Regions from separate parts of the Lactuca sativa genome. Here region 1 is linked to region 2. A link is a contact called in public Hi-C data. All regions are on one chromosome and are shown on one strand. The core of a region is the stretch at or near the end of the contact, and the rest is flanking DNA. Distances in the headings are between cores, read along the strand shown. Region 1 holds the start of LOC111913409 (glucose-6-phosphate isomerase 1, chloroplastic). Region 2 holds the start of LOC111913410.

The links. Hi-C and Micro-C count contacts between places; a contact is called where the count stands out from the background.
Region 1: a Hi-C map of leaf shows a contact between it and region 2, with 10 times the contacts expected there. The contact joins the promoter of LOC111913409 here to the promoter of LOC111913410 in region 2. A contact is called at or near these places in 2 of 4 Hi-C or Micro-C datasets (both in leaf).

The regions. Positions count from the first base shown.
Region 1 is chr9:116,061,818-116,064,963 of Lsat_Salinas_v11, forward strand. It overlaps LOC111913409 (glucose-6-phosphate isomerase 1, chloroplastic), which reads left to right and starts at 1,387. Exons shown (of 14, transcript XM_052767189.1): 1 at 1,387-2,128; 2 at 2,496-2,618; 3 at 2,712-2,810; 4 at 2,885-2,968; 5 at 3,131-3,146. The coding sequence starts at 1,541.
Region 2 is chr9:115,875,848-115,879,275 of Lsat_Salinas_v11, forward strand. It overlaps LOC111913410, which reads right to left and starts at 2,023. Exons shown (of 5, transcript XM_023909117.3): 1 at 1,725-2,023; 2 at 1,530-1,607; 3 at 1,143-1,218; 4 at 805-878; 5 at 449-699. The coding sequence starts at 1,850. The coding sequence ends at 628.

The DNA.
Region 1 (3,146 bases), core at 137-2,636, 190 kb after region 2:
TGTTTCCCATTAACAAAAACATGATTTGAATTGCCAAAACTTTAGTATCTTAAAATTTCAAATTAAAAAATAGATTTGCGACAAAGATAGATCTAAAGAATGAAAAATGAAAAGGAAACCCTCCAAAGTTTGAACAATCCTGCATACCATTTGTTCTGTTAAGGATGCATGACAAAATATAGTGCAAAATTAAATGAACATCAAGACGAAAACAAATACGCTCAAATGTTGATAGGAAAATGTTTACGGTTCAAATATTACAAGCATATAACACGAATTGATAGAACATTACTAAACACTATCTAACCTTCTGTATTTATACTAACAAAAAAACTAAGTCGATGAAAGGTAACAACCAATAATATAATGACAAGTAGGATGGCCCACGTGATAGTGTGTTATAACTGTTTGCCTTCACTAACCTATGCGTGGAGGTTATGTATGTTCAACTCATCATATGTCAAATACCGAAGAAGCATTACGAACTCTCCAATTTCGGTATATCAAAAACACAACCTTACAAAGTACATCTTCACACGTTTTAGATAGTCACAACAAAACTTGTACTTCAACACTATTTGAGATCGAGCACATGTTGGTCTTGCTATGATCTTTTCTCTTAAATTTGCTTATATACAAATAGAGATAAAGATAGGGAACTTGATTTCTCAACTCTGCATTATGATATTTGGGAATTTATGTTGATTTTCCTATGTTCTCACTTGCTTCTTGATTTCCTTCTATGATGACCCTGACTTAATATTGGGTTTTCTCATGTGTGTATATTATCGTGTTGTGTGAATTTTGATATCCTCATATAACCAACACATATATACATATTCTAAAAAGCTTATTCGAAGCCATTGGACCCACCTTTCACAATTGGATGCTACCTTACACACATGTTCCATGTGTTTGGTCTTTGATGTTCGATTGAATGGGAAAGTGGGTTTGTCTCATGTTGTTTTGGATGCAAGCACAAAGAACCGCTTTAAAAGCTTTTTTTGGAATTTTACTATCAAATAAGTTGCTTGTAGTATTAAATATTACATTGGATACTTAAATTAAGTTTTTAATCATGTTAATTCACTTATAAAAATAAAAATAAAAATACATTTTGTATTTAAGTTATACATCTATCCATACTCACGAAGAGTCATTATTGATGCACCCTTTATGTCACATGAGTCATGACTCACGAGCCATGTATGTTTGCATTGACTCGAGTACAATGAAAGAATATCCCAAGGGACTCCTCCGTCCTTTCGATATTCTCAAAGGGTTATTCTGCAATAAAATAAATCTCCCTCCACCAATCAACGTAGGTAAGAGAGAAGATACCACTGCGTTTTCAGGGTGTTTTTGTGTGAGAGAGAAAGTGAAAAGAGTTGAAAATTCATCAACGACCCACTTACCATTACTATACAAGGTTCCAAAAACCCCTCCTCAAAGAGCCTGCCTCATTGCCATGGCAACATCTTTCTCTCTCTAAAACACCCCCCTCGGTTTCATCGATTTCTGTCACTTGCCTTGCTCTCCCATGGCGTCGATATCGGGGTTGTGTTCATCATCATCGAATTTGATCCCAAAACCCAACTTACCATCATTACCAAGAATCCAATCGCCATGGATGATCTCGTCGCCGCTTCGAATAGAAGACAACTTAAAAATTTCCTTTTCAGGTATCAGTAGCAAGAGTAGCCACAGTTTGTTGACGCATTCGGTGGCGCGTGATGCTCCATCAAGTCTGTCAAAGATTGCTGCAACCGGTGATGGGGTACCAGGAAAGTCAGTGGCGAAGAAAGGGCTGGAAACAGACCCGAAAGTTCTTTGGGAGAGATACACAGAGTGGTTGTACCAGCATAAGGATTTAGGTTTGTATTTGGATGTGAGTCGGGTCGGGTTTACCGACGAGTTTGTGAAGGAAATGGAGCCTAGGTTTATGAAGGCTTTCCAGGCTATGGAGGATCTGGAAAAAGGTGCAATCGCTAATCCAGATGAAGGGAGAATGGTGGGGCATTATTGGCTTAGGAACCCTAAATTATCCCCTAATTCGTTCTTGAGGTTGCAGATTGAAAACACACTTGAAGCCATTTCTACATTCGCCGAAGACATCATCGTGGGTAAGGTTAGTTTATTTTCTCTACCGATCTTCAATTTCTTCTGTCTTCAGCATTTCAAATCTCTCAACATAGATGAAGCAAACCCTAAACTTGACCGAAATATGGCAAATAGAACACTCAAATTGGGATCCCAAATATTGTTTTCATGATAATTTGATTTCTTGATCATTGATAGCAACGTGTACTTTGACTTGGAACTAACTCACCAAGCTTTGACTTTTATAGTCAAGATTATGTTGCTACTACTTCTATAGCTACACATACATGTAAAAATTTGCGAAATCATAAAATCGATAACTGATACGAGTTTTATTTTATTTCAATACATATAAAATTGTGGTTGTAAAATGTTTTATATTTTTATGATTTCAGATAAAACCTCCTTCTTCTCCAGAAGGTCGATTCACACACATACTCTCAGTTGGAATCGGAGGCTCTGCTCTTGGACCACAGTTTGTCGCTGAGGCTTTAGCACCTGATAATCCTCCTCTCAAGGTAATATTTATTTTTTATGTCATCATTTTAATTCTTCTATTTTAAACTTGTAGAATAACACATAACTTTTTTCGAATGTGGACTGATTTTCAGATAAGGTTCATCGACAATACAGATCCAGCAGGAATTGACCATCAAATTGCACAACTTGGACCAGAATTAGCATCTACACTTGTAATAGTAGTTTCAAAGGTCTGAATAGATTTTTTATTTTATTGGTTTAATAACATGAAATTGCTTAATGTTGATTCTGAATTTTGAGTCAGAGTGGAGGCACTCCAGAAACAAGAAACGGTTTGTTGGAAGTACAAAAGGCTTTTCGTGATGCTGGGCTGAATTTTGCAAAACAGGTTTTGATCTTCAGGTTCTTCTTTCTGCTTTTATGTGTAAATAAGAAATTGGTTAATTATAGCTGAATAATATACAGCCTAGAGTCAAAACTGTATATTGTATCTACAATTCTACATATAATATATAAAATTTGTTTATGCTAATTAAAGAAATATTTTCAGGGTGTTGCTATTACTC
Region 2 (3,428 bases), core at 773-3,272:
GGGTGGAGGAAGTCTATCTTTACCAAGGCCAAATGTTTTGGTGGAAATTCAACATTAAAATACAAAATTTCGAAGATGATCCTTAAGTTTTTTCCATTGTCCATAAAATAGTCCATATGAAACATTTTTTACATTAGATGGATCCAAGTTGAATTTTTTTTGGATAAGGACCATTTCTATCATTTTGTGAAGCTTGTCTGAGGATCATTTGTGAAATTTTAAATACATCTATTAAATCTTGTATTTATTACCATAATAAATACAAGATTTGATGTAAATTACTTTGTGATATAAACCGAAACTTGCTTTTATACACACATTATAGTTAGGCATACACCATCACACTATAGATGAAAGACCAATCCACATTGGAATTGAAACTACTACGCTACTGAGCACTATATCTCATAGGGCTACTTAATTTTAGTAAAAATAAACAATCAAAAAGGGTGTTAAAAAGATTTTTTAACCATAAAACTAGAGTCGATTGGCATGATACAAAGCTTTACATAATAGTTGCAGTAGTAAGTAATAAATCTAAAACTTGCAAATTCATTACTTCTTGCACCACCATAAGATCAACAGCCTCAAGAACCAACCATATGTACCAAAGTGTGCGTGTGTCTCTCACAAGATTGATGTCTTCATCCCGAGGCCATTGCATGTTAAGATAAGACCCTTGTAACGGTTAAGGTAATCCTGCATTCCATTCCATTCCATTACATTACATTCAGTCAATTGAAGAGGAACTATGGAATCAAAGTAAAAGTAAAAGCAATGAATGATGATATGCTTATTGCTTACCACAATGTTGTAATCATAGAGGTATAGCATTCCTGTCTTGTCATATTCTTGTTTACGGATTGGATCACTCAAAACTGCAAAAATGGAAATGCATTGATGTTAAAGCATTGAATAGATATCTCATTGTTAGGAAATAAAATTCATATGATCATTTGTATCAAAACTGCAAATTCTAGTTTCTGATGATACGCATTGATTGGCTAAGAAACCCTCATATATAGATCCCAAAAAAGTTCGCTTATCAGCTAAATAAAGTGAAGACTGCAAAACATATGTGAAACTGACATTGAACATGAAAAACAAGAACGGAATTTCAAGATAATTATACAGATGCCAACCTTTGTATGCCTCATTTATCTCTTGAAACCTGGATGTGGCACTATCCTCACCTTTTTGCTTGTCTGGATGCCATTTCTGTCCAAGAGAAAAGCTCTTAAAATCAAGATCACATATCCAAAACCAAAAACATGGAAAACAACCGAATCGGGTGTTTAATCAATAGGTAATACCAATTGAAAGATTAGGGTTTCTCAATTCATAAATGAATCAGACACAAAATCAGAAGCTAAGATTTCGGTACCGATCAATCGGGTTTCGATTTTTGAAGCAAGTACAAAAAATATTCCGAAATCCAGATGATTTTAAAGTCGGAAATCAGTATGTTTCATCTCAAGGATCAAAGTACAGAAAGGGGAGTAGAAGATAACGAGGGAGAGAAGACGAACCAGAGCTAAACGAATATAGTTGGACCGAATTTCTTCTTCCGTAGCTTCGTAATCCACCTCAAGTATTCGATAATAATCCTAAAATCGGTCAAATAGCATATGAAATTAACAAAAAAATCAAAAGAACTGATAGAATCAAGTAAAATTCCATAAACAGAAACATCAAAAACGACGAAATGATAAAGAAGAATTTACCTTGGGCTTAGAAATGAGAGAGAGGGTATCGAAATTGAGATACGAAGAGTCTTGTTGGTCTTGTTGTTGGGGTTCTTGTTCGTCGTTGTGATGCATAAAATCGCCTTCCAGTTCGTCCCATCTCATTGTCGCCGTCGCCGTTGCTGTTGTGGCGTTGAAGATTTAGTGCGTTCGTGCGCCGAGAAAGAGGGATGGATAAAGAGAGATGCGGCGGCAGAAAGATGAGATTTTTGGGTTCCCGACGAGATTTGTTTGATGATATGTGAAGGGGGTAATTCTCTTTGGGTGTTTAACTGCTTGTTTTTGTTGTGAAATATACGTTGCCACGGCGACCAACTTATCACCATTATTGCAAAGTTGCAATAATAACTTTATTTCTTAGAGATTACGAGTTAAGAGGTCACTTTGTTACCTTATATCATATTTAATATGATTGATATTTATTTGTGATTGATATGAATTAAATTCATAAACTTTTGACTTATCAAAAAATATGAAAAAAAATATAAAGAGATGTTTTTCGTTTTAAATCCAATCGATTTTGGCGAAACCGATCCAATCAAATTATCCATTGAATGTTGGATATTGTCAACCGATCTAATTCAATTCTTTATACCAACCGAACCGAATCAATCTAATTGGATATTGGATTAGATAACTTTATTCATTGGATATATTTTATTGGTTATCCATTATTTAACCAATTCAAATCCATTTTGTATATGGATGATTATAACTAAACTGCATACAATTACGCTAAATAAGATTAGCAAATGAACTTCAATCTTCAACTTCAGCTACCATTGTTCAAATATGCAAAATCATTAAGAGAATTGACTATATTTGTAATTTTGTCCGATATTAATTTGATAATAATATTGGATGATAATTGGATATTTATTGGATTAATATTGTATGAACATTGGATCCTTTCGGTTTGGTTATCCATTGGAATTTCAAGGTGATCTGACGTATTGAAGACATTATTGAAGACACACGTCCTTTCATTGTGGAAGGAATTGTAATTATTTGTTATTTTCCATCCCAAAATCTTTTAACCAACTAAACACAAAAATTACCCTTGAAGCCATTTCATCAACTAAAGAAAAAGAAGCTATGAAAAAACCATCTGCTCAAAAATTTGTCAGATTATGGGACAGCCTCATTTCATACAGCGAAGTCCATTCTTTAATGGGCTTTTACCCAGTAGCCAGGCAACTAGACCCAAAAGCAGTATTCCTAGCAGATCTCACTGACCCCATGACTTTATGGGACTATTTTCAGCCATGGATTCATAGACACTATCTATCTTGATGGAACAAATTCACATTGCATTAGCGAATTCCCATCAGCTGTTCAAATAGTAATCAGAAGCTACAAAACACGATTTGCAATACAATAAAGAGGATTATTTATCAAAATGCATTCAAGTTATCCAATCTTTGATGAAGATTCTCAATTACTTGTTCCAAGCATTACTTTCGTAAATATGGGGATAAGCAATGACTCAAAACCAACAAAAGATGACCTACCCCATGAAATACCTACACAAGACCATTTAATTTTTGCACTTGTCGGTGTCTATTTAGCATCATCTCGCGTAGGCAATGGTAAAGATCAAAAGTCAAGAATCACAGTAAATAATGCCAGTAAAACCTTCGTTATCTATTCTTTAACAGACAGTTAAATAACCCTAGAAGTATT